2 separate regions of the Mus musculus genome follow, and region 1 is linked to region 2. The links are chromatin contacts, called in public HiChIP or PLAC-seq maps. All regions are on one chromosome and are shown on one strand. The core of a region is the stretch at or near the end of the contact, and the rest is flanking DNA. Distances in the headings are between cores, read along the strand shown. Region 1 overlaps Ccdc57 (coiled-coil domain containing 57). Region 2 holds the start of Dus1l (dihydrouridine synthase 1-like (S. cerevisiae)).

Region 1 (4,840 bases), core at 1,794-4,293, 56 kb before region 2:
CACACACACCCTGACTCCTACCACATACACACACACACCCTGACTCCTGTGCCCACACACACACCCTGATTCCTACTCCACACACACACACAGCCTGACTCCTACCCTCCTCCACACACACACCCTGATCCTACCCACACACACACACACCTGACTCCTACACCCACACCCACACCCTAACTCCTACCCCATACACACACACACACACACACACCCTGACTCCTACATCCCCCCACACACACCCTGATCTTACCCCCCACACACACACCCTGACTCCTACCCCATACACACACACCCTGACTCCTATACCTACACACACACACACACACACACACACACACACACCCTGACTCCTATACCCCCACACACACCCTGATCTTACCCCCCCACACACACACCCTGATCTTACCCCCCCCCACACACACACACTCTGACTCCTACACTCATACACACACCCTGATCCTATCCCTCCACACACAGCCTGACTCCTACCCCCCTCCACACACACACCATAATCCTATGCCCCCACACACACACCCTGACTCCTACACCCCACACACACACCCTGACTCCTACATCCCCCCCACATACACCCTGATCTTACCGCACACACACACACCCTAACTCCTACCCCATACACACACACACCCACACACCCTGACTCCTACACCCCCCCACACACACCCTGATCTTACCACACACACACACACCCTGACTCCTGTACCCCTCCACACACACAGCCTGACTCCTACCCCCCTCCACACACACACCCTGATCCTACCCACACACACACACACCGACTCCTACCCTCCCCATACACACCCTGACTCCTACCCTCCCCCATACACACCCTGACTCCTACCACATGCACACACCCTGACTTCTACCTACCCCACACACACCCTGACTCCTACCTCCCCAACCCCCCGCAGACCCTGATTCCTACCATATACACACACACCCTGACTCCTACCTTCCCTGCAATACACACACAGACCCTGACTCCTACCCCATACATACACCTACCCACCTGTAAGGCAGGCTTCCTCTCTCACCTTCATTCTTGCAAAAGCCTCAAGTCTCTCTGAACAGAGCTGGCCCAAGGCCTGGGCCCATCCTTCTGCTTCCTGTGTTACTGGGCAGCCCAGGGGCCCATCACCCACCTCAGACACCAGTAGTCTTTCCCACTCTACTCCCTCACACACCTAAGGGCATCCCTCGCCCCACTCCATCTCCCTAGCACCTGCCTTCTCCCCTCAGCAGAACCCTCCCCAGGCCAGCGCAGCAGGTCAAACCCCTCTGAGCTTTCAGCTCGCCCCAGGCCTTTCTCTTTCTATTTATCTCCGTCCCTTCTATCTCTTCAGGAATGGCCCTAAGGGTGGGGACACTTGAGGCTTTGTCTTGGTTAATGAATTCCTAATACCAAGCAACTAGTGTTCAGGATAAAGGATTGGTGGAGACCAAAGACTAGTGTGGGGGTACAGGAGGACAGAAAGAATTTTAGGAAGTAAAACTGATTACTGAGAGGGTCACTGCAAAGCTTGGGGCTAGACCACAGCTCAGTGGTGGAGCCCTAGCATCATATCCAGGAAGTTCCCAATTCATCCCCCCCCCCCCCCACACACACACACACCACCACCACCACCACCGCCGCGCGAGTGCACACACACACACAAGCCACAGCTAACACTTGCCCCTGATAGTGGTGCCCATTGACAATCCCAGCACCCTGGAGTCTGGGGCAGGCAAATTACTGTTCAGGGAAAGAAAAAGAAAAAAAAAGGCTTTAGAAATACTTCCTGCATGAGAGTATGAAGTCTGATCAGGGTGAGTGGTTTTCTCCAGTGAAGAGGCCTTTAGTGTAACCCTAACTGAAATATGGACAGACTTTCTCTTGAAGCCAAACAAGTGGATTTTCAAGTTCCACAGCAATGAAATGCCTGGGAGGAGACATCAGCCTGCTGCAGCCTTCCACACATTAAGCATTGAGACACATGATGCAAGGCTGGGCCTAGCTGAGTGACAAGAGACATACCTCCATGTGCCAGCAGACACACATGCACACAAGCATCCATGCACACACAGCACACACGCACATGCGCGCGTGCACACACTGGAGATAGAAGACACTAATAAAAAATAGCCAGAGCAGAACTTGTTTCCAGCTCCGAGGCAGAGTTCTTCTCCAGTCTGGGCAGCACAGTGGGGCACTCTCTTAAAGAGTAGTTCATTGGCAGAGGCTTGCCAGCCATTTCAAAGGCCCTGGGTTACCCTCAGCACCAAAAGCAATCATAAGGATCAAACTGGAAGGGTTCCTGATGCCTCCCAACGCAGGCCAGTCGTCTCTTAAACAGCTCTTCCCCTTGTTCATCTGAGGAGACACATCTCTGAAGCTCACAGGTCCCAGCCAGGGGAAGACCCCCTCATCCAGAAGCAACTGTCTCTAAAGCTCAGTTTCCAGACAGCCCTCATCTCCCTTCTTGGAGTGCAGCTATAGGTGCCCCTGAATGTCTTTTCCAGGAATTAGCATTGTCCCGCCTCCCTGTTGTCTGTCCCAGGAATGCAAGTGGCCAGATATATCAGAGAACCGACCGCCTCCCTGGAAGAAAGGGGCTCCCGTGGCAGCCTGGTTGCCTCTGGCCTCCCTCAGATGGAAACAACCTGTGCAGGCGGCAGCTGGAACACCAACCTCCCCACAGCTGACTCCAGTCCGCCCACTGCCTGGTTAGTTGCCTTCCACCTACCCAGCTGCCAGGGGCAGGTGCACCGTGCCTTTAAACACACTTTTGCCCCTTTCCTTCCAATAGCCCTAAGCAGCTTGCTTTTTTATTGTATCTGAAGATCTTTTCAGAGTATGTGTGGGCTGGTAGATCTTTGGGGTCATCCACAGCGTGACCATGCTCATCTTGTCTCAGGGTCTCATGTGTGTCATCGTCCATATTAGATGTGGTGCTGCAATGTGTGTCCCTATCCTTGTGGGAGCCATGGTTGGACAATTATCTAGAAGGGAAATAGCTGGGTCAAAGGTGTAGGTAGTTTGAAGTGTTACCAAACTGTTCTAAAAAAAATCCGGCCCTGTGCCAGCAGCTGCCTGCCGGCAAGCAGCTCTCTGCTCCAGTGCCCAGACCTTTCCCCAGTCTGATAAATGACAATGATACTTCATTGTTGGTCTTAATTTACAGGTTGGTTTTTTTGGGAGGAGGATGGGGTTTTTGTTTTGTTTTGCTTTGCTTTGCTTTTTGAAACAGGGTTTCCTGTAGCTCTGTCTCGTTTCAAACTCTATGTAGCTTAAAATGACTTTGAGCTTTTGATCCTCCTGCCTCAGCACCTTAATTCTCAGTCACTAGTTTTGTTGCTGTTGTTCACCTGGCTGCTTTGTTGATGTTTGTTTTTGTGTGGCAGGGTGTGACTGAATAGCACCGACCTTCCTGGAACCACGCTTTGTGTAGTCTAGGCTGGAATTGACTAAAATCCCCCTGCCTCTGCCTGCAGAGTGCTGAGATTAAAAAGTGTGTGCCACCACACCTAGCCCATTAACCTGCAGTTTTGAAGCTGTAGACAGTTCCTGGTTGGCTTTAATGTGAACTTGTGACCTTTTCACAGAGGACAATTGAAACTGAGGACTTAGGGTAACAGGCTCACTGGGGAGGATAAAGGAGTACTAGGAAAGGGACAGGTCCTGGGAGACCAGAGGCAGGGCAGAAGGTCCATGCCCACAGGGATCAGGGATGGGGTTCTAGGTGGGACTGTCCTGAGCAGCCAGTATCTGGAAGGTACCCTTCAGTGCTAGGTCAGCTCTTGGTTTGAAGTATACAAGATGAAGTCCCAGGTACAGTGATCCCATTTTCAAGTAGAAACCAGGCCAGATCATGGCCAGCTGGGTGAAAAAAGGGTTTAGGAGGAGGGCTAAAGTTGTCCATGGGACAAAGGGTCATGGGCGTGGAAACTCCTAAGGAATGTGGCTACTGGTTGGAACTAGCCCAGCCCCTCCCTGCTCAGTACTAGGCTCCAAACTTTTGTCAACTTCTTGCACCAAACTGAAGGCTACACAGTACAGTGCAATGTTTGAGTTAGGTTTTTTGTTTGGTTGGTTTTTTAGTGTTGTGGGCTGTTTTTAGTGCATCCTTATGGCACAAGACTCTAATTCCAGCTCGTGGTAGGCAGAGAAAAGAGGAGCATCATGAATTACAGACCAGCCTGGGTCATTTCTTAAGTCCTGCTTACATAGCCCACCCGCTGTGGAGATTCTGACTGTAACAGTGACCACACTGTGTACTACCAGGCTTCTCTAATCTGGAGATCCAGAGGAAAAAGGAAAAAGAACAGCTCACCCTTGTCTGATGGCCTGACAGTAGAGCCTCCCTGTCCTAGACTCAGCTTGAATGGCCAGCCCTTTACCTCAGGCCTCACCAGGAGAACACTCGTACAGGGGAGGGGTGGGAGGACAGGCAGGAAGTGGCTAATGGGCTAGGCCTGGACACACCTACTCTGGCTCCTCCCTGGCTCTGTAGATCTAATGAGCTTCTGTTTCTAGGGAAGCTAGAAAATGATTTTTTTTTTCTTCAAAATGTTCACTTTGAGAACAAAAACCAAACTGTTTGTTGATTGAAACAGGGTTTCCCTGTGTAACCCTGACTATCTGTCCTGGAACTCACTCTGTAGACCAGGCTGGCCTGGAACTCAAATCCACTTACCTCTGCCTTCCTAGTGCTGGGATCAAAGGCATGCACTGCCACTCCCTGGCTACAAAACAATTCTTGTAAGGACTGGAGGACATACCTTTGTGGGTAAAAGTGCTTGCAGCTCAAGGCTAAGGACTGGAGTTCAGATCCCAGCACCC
Region 2 (5,565 bases), core at 2,292-4,791:
ACCCAAGGAATAGGAATTCAAGTTTATCTTCAGATCCTCAGCTAGAAACCTAGTTCAAGGCCAACCTGGGTTAGAGACCCCGTTAAGGAAAATAAAAAAAGGAATGGCTGAAATATTTCTGAAAAAAAAATTTATGGATGAAAGAAGTTCAGCAAACTCAAAGAGTAAGAACACCAAGAAAACCAGCCAGAGCTGAAGTGTGGTGGCATGTTTGCAGTCTCAACACTCAGGAGGATGGAGAGTTCCAGGCTGGCTGGAACTACAAGTGTGTGTAACCAAGTCCAGCTGTTGTCTCCTTGTCTTTTCTTTCTTTGTTTGCTTTTGTTTTCTTTCTTCCCTTCTTCTTAGTTTTTTGGTTTCAGAGATTTATAAACAAGGGAAACTGAGACTATTGATCTCGCAGATCTATAAAGACAGAGATATTTTTGGCTGGGCAGTGGTGGCCCACACTCTTTTTTTTTTTTTTTTTTTTTTTTTAATGTACGTACACTGTAGCTGTCCTCAGACACTCCAGAAGAGGGAGTCAGATCTCGTTACAGATGGTTGTGAGCCACCATGTGGTTGCTGGGATTTGAACTCCTGACCTTCGGAAGAGCAGTCGGGTGCCCTTACCCACTGAGCCATCTCACCAGCCCGGCCCATGCTTTTAATCCCAGCATTTGGGAGGCAGAGGCAGGTGGGTTTCTGAGTTTGAGCCAGCCTGGTCTACAGACTGAGTTCCAGGACAGCCAGGGCAACACAGAGAAACCCTGTCCTGTCTCAAAAAAAAACAAGGAGGAGGAGGAAGAAGAAGAAGAAGAAGAAGAAGAAGAAGAAGAAGAAGAAGAAGAAGAAGAAGAAGAAGAAGAAGAAGAAGAAGAGGAGGAGGAGGAGGAGGAGGAGGAGGAGGAGGAGGAGGAGGAGGAGGAGGAGGAGGAGGAGGAGGAGGAGGAGGAGGAGGGAAGGGGGAAGGAGAAGGAGAAGGAGAAGGAGAAGGAGAAGGAGAAGGAGAAGGAGAAGGAGAAGGAGAAGGAGAAGGAGAAGGAGAAGAAGAAGAAGAAGAAGAAGAAGAAGAAGAAGAAGAAGAAGAAGAAGAAGAAGAAGAAGAAGAAACTTTAGCTCAAGGGGCAATTGTACCAGGTAGAAGCTCAGATCTATAGACAAGATCAAGAGTGCCAGAACTGCTATCCTTGGGGTTCAAGAATCACCGCACAAACCATGTGAACACTGACTTCAGTTAAGCAAGAATAGTTTATTGAATGCACACCCAGAAACTGGTCAGAGCAAGGACATAGCTCAGAATTATCTGAACAATGACAATGGGCATATTTTTCTGTCATCTTATAAGGGGAAAAAAAAAACCACAGTGAATTCACACACAGGTGCAGGAAGTTCTTACTTAAGATATTTTAGACATAGCAATTCCTATTGACCTTTGATTTGATAGGTCTTACACAAAGCTTCGTGGAATTCTTAAGATTAGCAAACCACATACAGAACATTCAGAACAAAGCAGGATATGTGGTCAGCATGTTCTCCGTCTACGCCAAGTCACTTCTCTGTGTCAATGACTGAGAGGCATGTTACAGCAACAATATGAAATAGCTGGCAGACATGGGACAGACTGGCTACAGCTGTCCTGAGGTGTCAGACCATAACACTGTAAGTGGATAAATGTAAGGGGCATACTTTTTTTGTGTGTGTGTTGCTTTTTTGAGACAGGGTTTCTTTGTGTACCCCAGACTGTCCTGGAACTCACTCTGTAAACCAGGCTGTCCGTGAACTCAGAGATCCGCCTGCCAGGGACCTGGAGGGATTCAAGGTGTGCACCATCATGTCATGTCCGGCTGTGGGTCATGTCCGCTTGTGGCTGTGCAGTTTCTTCTTTCATTTTCTTTGTTTTTTTAAAAAATTAATTAGTTTATATATATATATATATATATATGTATGAATATATATATATACATATATATATATATGGTGGGTCTTTTGGTTGGTTGGTTGGTTTTTGGTTTTTTGAGACAGGGTTTCTCTGTATAGCCTTGGCTGTCCTGGAGCTCACTCTGTAGACTAGGCTGGCCTCGAACTCAGAGTTCTGCCTCCCTAGTGCTGGGATTAAAGGCGTGCACCACCATGCCCGGCTTGTATATGGTGTTTTATCGGTATGTATGTCTGCACACAAGAGGGCATTGGGAGCCTGTCTCGAAACCCCCCCCCCCCAAAAAAAAGAAGAGGGCATTGGAAACCATAAGACTATAGTTACAGACAGTTGTAAGCTGCCTTGTGGGTGTTGGGAACTGACCTCAGGACCTCTGGAAGAGCAACTAGTACTCTTAACCTCAGAGCCATCTCTCCTGCCCCTCTTATTTACTTTATTTATTTTTTATTTTATTTTTCGAGATAAGGTTTCTTTGTGTAGCCCTGGCTATCCTGAATTAGCTCTGATCTAAATCAGGCTGGCCTCCAACTCACAGAGCTGCTCCTGCCTCTGCCTCCTGAGTGCTGGGATCAAAGGTGTGGTGTCACCACCCAGCTTCCTGTCATTTCCTTACAAGGCAGAAAATTAAAGTATCATAAATGGCTTGAGTAATGCATATATATTACATTATATCATTATACCGTTATACATGTATCATTATACATACATATATCATTATAAAGTATGTATCAGCAATTGTTCCAAGGCTGGAGAGCAGGACTCAATGGTTTGTGGAGTTGGAAGTCTGACCACAGAGGGAAAGGCTGGAAGCATGTGAGTTGCACGATACAAACTCTGGATTCTGAAAACTCGAGGTGCATGGAAGCAGTGTAGAAGGATTAAAGAGTGGTCAAACAACTCAGACATGGCGGTTCAGGCCTTGAATTCTGTGTTGGGAGGCAGAGTCTGGTAGATCTCTCTCAGTGAAATACATCACTACTATTAAAACAGTAACAGTTTACGGCCATAGTTTGGTTTCCTGTTTAAAATACCCTGACAAAAAGAACTTAGGAGAGAACTTTTTTTATTTTTGTTTTTGAGAGCTGGGGAGGGTTTCTCTGTATAGCCCTGGCTGTCCTGGAACTCACTCTGTAGACCGGGCTGGCCTCGAACTCAGAAATCTGCCAGGCCTCTGCCTCCTAAGTGCTGGGATTAAAGGCATGAGCCACCACTGCCCGGCCCCATATCTCTTTATGCATGTTCCTTCCCTCTAGCAAGCGACTCATTACTCGACAAAGGCCTGGCCTGCTGTAGCCTTTTCTACCCAGGATCTGAAGTAATAATTCTTTATCTCGTTTCCTATTGTGGTGGTGTACTAAATTTACGTCTTGTGTCTGCAGAACCAAGGGCTGCTCCTGGATTGCGGAGGTGGGTTGGGGGATAGAGGTGGGAGGAAAGGCCTCCGAGTGCCAATTGTCTGGAAGGGACAGCGTGACCCCGGGCATGCGCAGTCTGTTCTTGCTCAACTCTCTCGTTTCCACAAGGCCGGTCCCTTCAGCGCTGAGCTGCAGTTTCCGAGGACTTTATTTTTTGCTGCACCGCAGACGGTGCGGAGCGCCTGGCAGTACGCTTCCGGCTCCGGCACTTCCGGCGGCGTTGCGCTGAGTCTGAGCCACGGCGCTTGGCGGCTCCCGCCGCCTTCGTGCGGGTCCTGCTGGCGGCGCCGCGGGTCAGGCAGAGGCTACGGGGCCTTGTGTGCCCCTTTCTTTGGAGCGTGCCCGCAGTCACAGACCTTCATCGAGCCCTGGCCAACTCCGACGGTGCGGGAAGTAGTCCTAGTTCAAGCCCCGTGGACGTCCGGTGGCGGTCTCGGGCCCCAGCCAGCCCAGGGGTTAGGTAGGGGCAGCTCAGGGGGCTCTGGGCCCGACCAGGAAAGGAGCCGTGGAGGCTGACGTGCTCGCTACTCTCCCAACCCAAGATCCGAGGCGGCGTCAGGCCTCGTGCAGCCGGGTGGTCTCAGCTGTGCAGGTCCCACAGACCTGTTCATCCTCCACACCCGCTGCACCAGGCTGGCGTTTAAGGGGAGAAGGTCCAGAGAGGGTGAGTGGTATGTCAGGGTCACTGCCAGAAAGGTGGAGGGAGGGCACCTCAACCCTGTGCCTACGGATACCTCTCTTGTTTTCACCGTGTTCTTGGGAGAGCCGACAGCAAAAGCTGACGAGAGCGGTCAGCTCCTGGAGTTGAACTTCGTACCCTCCTGGGGTATGATGGTATACCATGGCTGAAATGAGCGCTTGTTCCTCTTCTGCCCTTAGTGTGGAGAGGATGCCCAAACTGCAGGGTTTTGAGTTTTGGAGCCGCACCTTGGGGGGTGCCCGACATGTGGTGGCACCCATGGTGGACCAGAGTGAGCTAGCTTGGAGACTTCTGAGCCGCCGCCATGGAGCCCAGCTATGCTACACCCCTATGCTACATGCCCAGGTCTTCGTTAGAGATGCTAACTACCGCAAAGAGAACTTGTATTGTGATGTGTGCCCCGAGGACAGGCCTCTCATTGTGCAGGTGAGCTGAGGGACTGGGTAGCACCTAAGCTCCAGACCCTGTATATAAGGACAGCATTCCCAAGCTGTCCCTGTCATATACATATAACCCAGGAGAAGGGTCGGGGTCCCTGAAGTCCTGCATGACACATGCTGCTGAGTGGGCATCCCCAGAACTGGGAACTAGCCAGAGTCCCGGTGAAGGGGCAGCTTGGAGGACGTGAGGAGTGTAGCACCAGTGTCACCTTGATCCTTCTCCGTCTCAGTACCCTCCTGTCGAGAACCAACAGTTCTTTACAAGTCTGTGCCAGTGGCTTCTGTTACATGTCATTATAGCTCATATTCCTAGTGGTTGTCATATTGTCAATGTCGGTGGAAAGACCATAGCTCACTGAGTCACCATGGGATTCCTCACAGGGCTGGGTGGCCTAGGCAGGGAGAGTCCTAGGCCTGGGCTGACCGAGGGTGGCATTCGTGTCTTCTTCAGTTCTGTGCCAATGACCCAGAGGTGTTTGTCCAGGCGGCTCTCCTAGCACAAGATTACTGTGATGCCATTGACCTGAACTTGGGCTGCCCACAGATGATAGCCAAGAGAGGTGAGGTCATTGCTCCAGTCCTGTGTTGACACCTGTCCAGGCCAATACTAGGCCCACTAGGCCTCCAAATAAGGGGTCCAGGCCTGTTCCAGTGGAGCCTGGGTATTGGTGCACATGGGGAGAGTTAATCCCTGCCTCTGACTGTGGTGGCACCTGTAGCCAGCAAGCAGCCCTTTTTCTGAACTTAACATCCTGAAGAGTCCTCAGGTGTTTGACTGGGGACCAGACTCTGCTGGCCACATAGGTATCCTTCTGATAACTGTGACCAGCTGGTGTGGGTCCCTGGCTCTAATCCCACAATTCAGGCTCACTGGGCCCCCAAGCACCCATTATGATCTTAGGCTGTGTGGCCCACTTTGGAGTTTTGACAGCAGGCAGAGCTCCAAAGTCAGGGCTAAGAAAGCTGGTTGGTTTCCCTTTCCCTCTGCTCTCCCCAGAGCCTCTGCTGACCTTGGGGAGGCCATGTAGAAGCTGGTGCTCATACACATGGCGTAGCTGTGGAGTCCACTGTGTTCTGAGGAGCTGGCCTAGT

The links. HiChIP or PLAC-seq counts read pairs in DNA pulled down with a chosen protein or histone mark.
Region 1: a contact with region 2 is called in an H3K27ac HiChIP or PLAC-seq map of embryonic stem cells, with 21 read pairs. The contact joins the enhancer-like site here to the promoter of Dus1l in region 2. A contact is called at or near these places in 4 of 39 promoter capture datasets (embryonic stem cells, liver and macrophages), 1 of 15 datasets of contacts at CTCF or cohesin (the NIH/3T3 cell line), 1 of 484 Hi-C or Micro-C datasets (embryonic stem cells), 6 of 115 datasets of contacts at active chromatin or transcription factors (effector CD8 T cells and embryonic stem cells) and 3 of 9 other capture datasets (adipose tissue, liver and pancreatic islet).

What each region holds. Positions count from the first base shown.
Region 1 is chr11:120,850,439-120,855,278 of GRCm38.p6, reverse strand. The region is part of intron 18 of Ccdc57 (coiled-coil domain containing 57); the gene reads left to right. Among named protein-coding and RNA genes, the nearest start is that of Fasn, 28 kb to the right of the region's middle. Within about 2 kb of position 3,043, at least 99 of the 459 cell types and tissues checked have an H3K27ac peak or open chromatin away from gene starts, as enhancers often do. A contact at or near this core is called in the NIH/3T3 cell line, adipose tissue, embryonic stem cells and 1 more, where this site is marked.
Region 2 is chr11:120,794,371-120,799,935 of GRCm38.p6, reverse strand. Dus1l (dihydrouridine synthase 1-like (S. cerevisiae)) reads left to right here and starts at 3,541. Exons shown (of 14, transcript NM_026824.4): 1 at 3,541-3,793; 2 at 4,213-4,459; 3 at 4,925-5,033. The coding sequence starts at 4,223.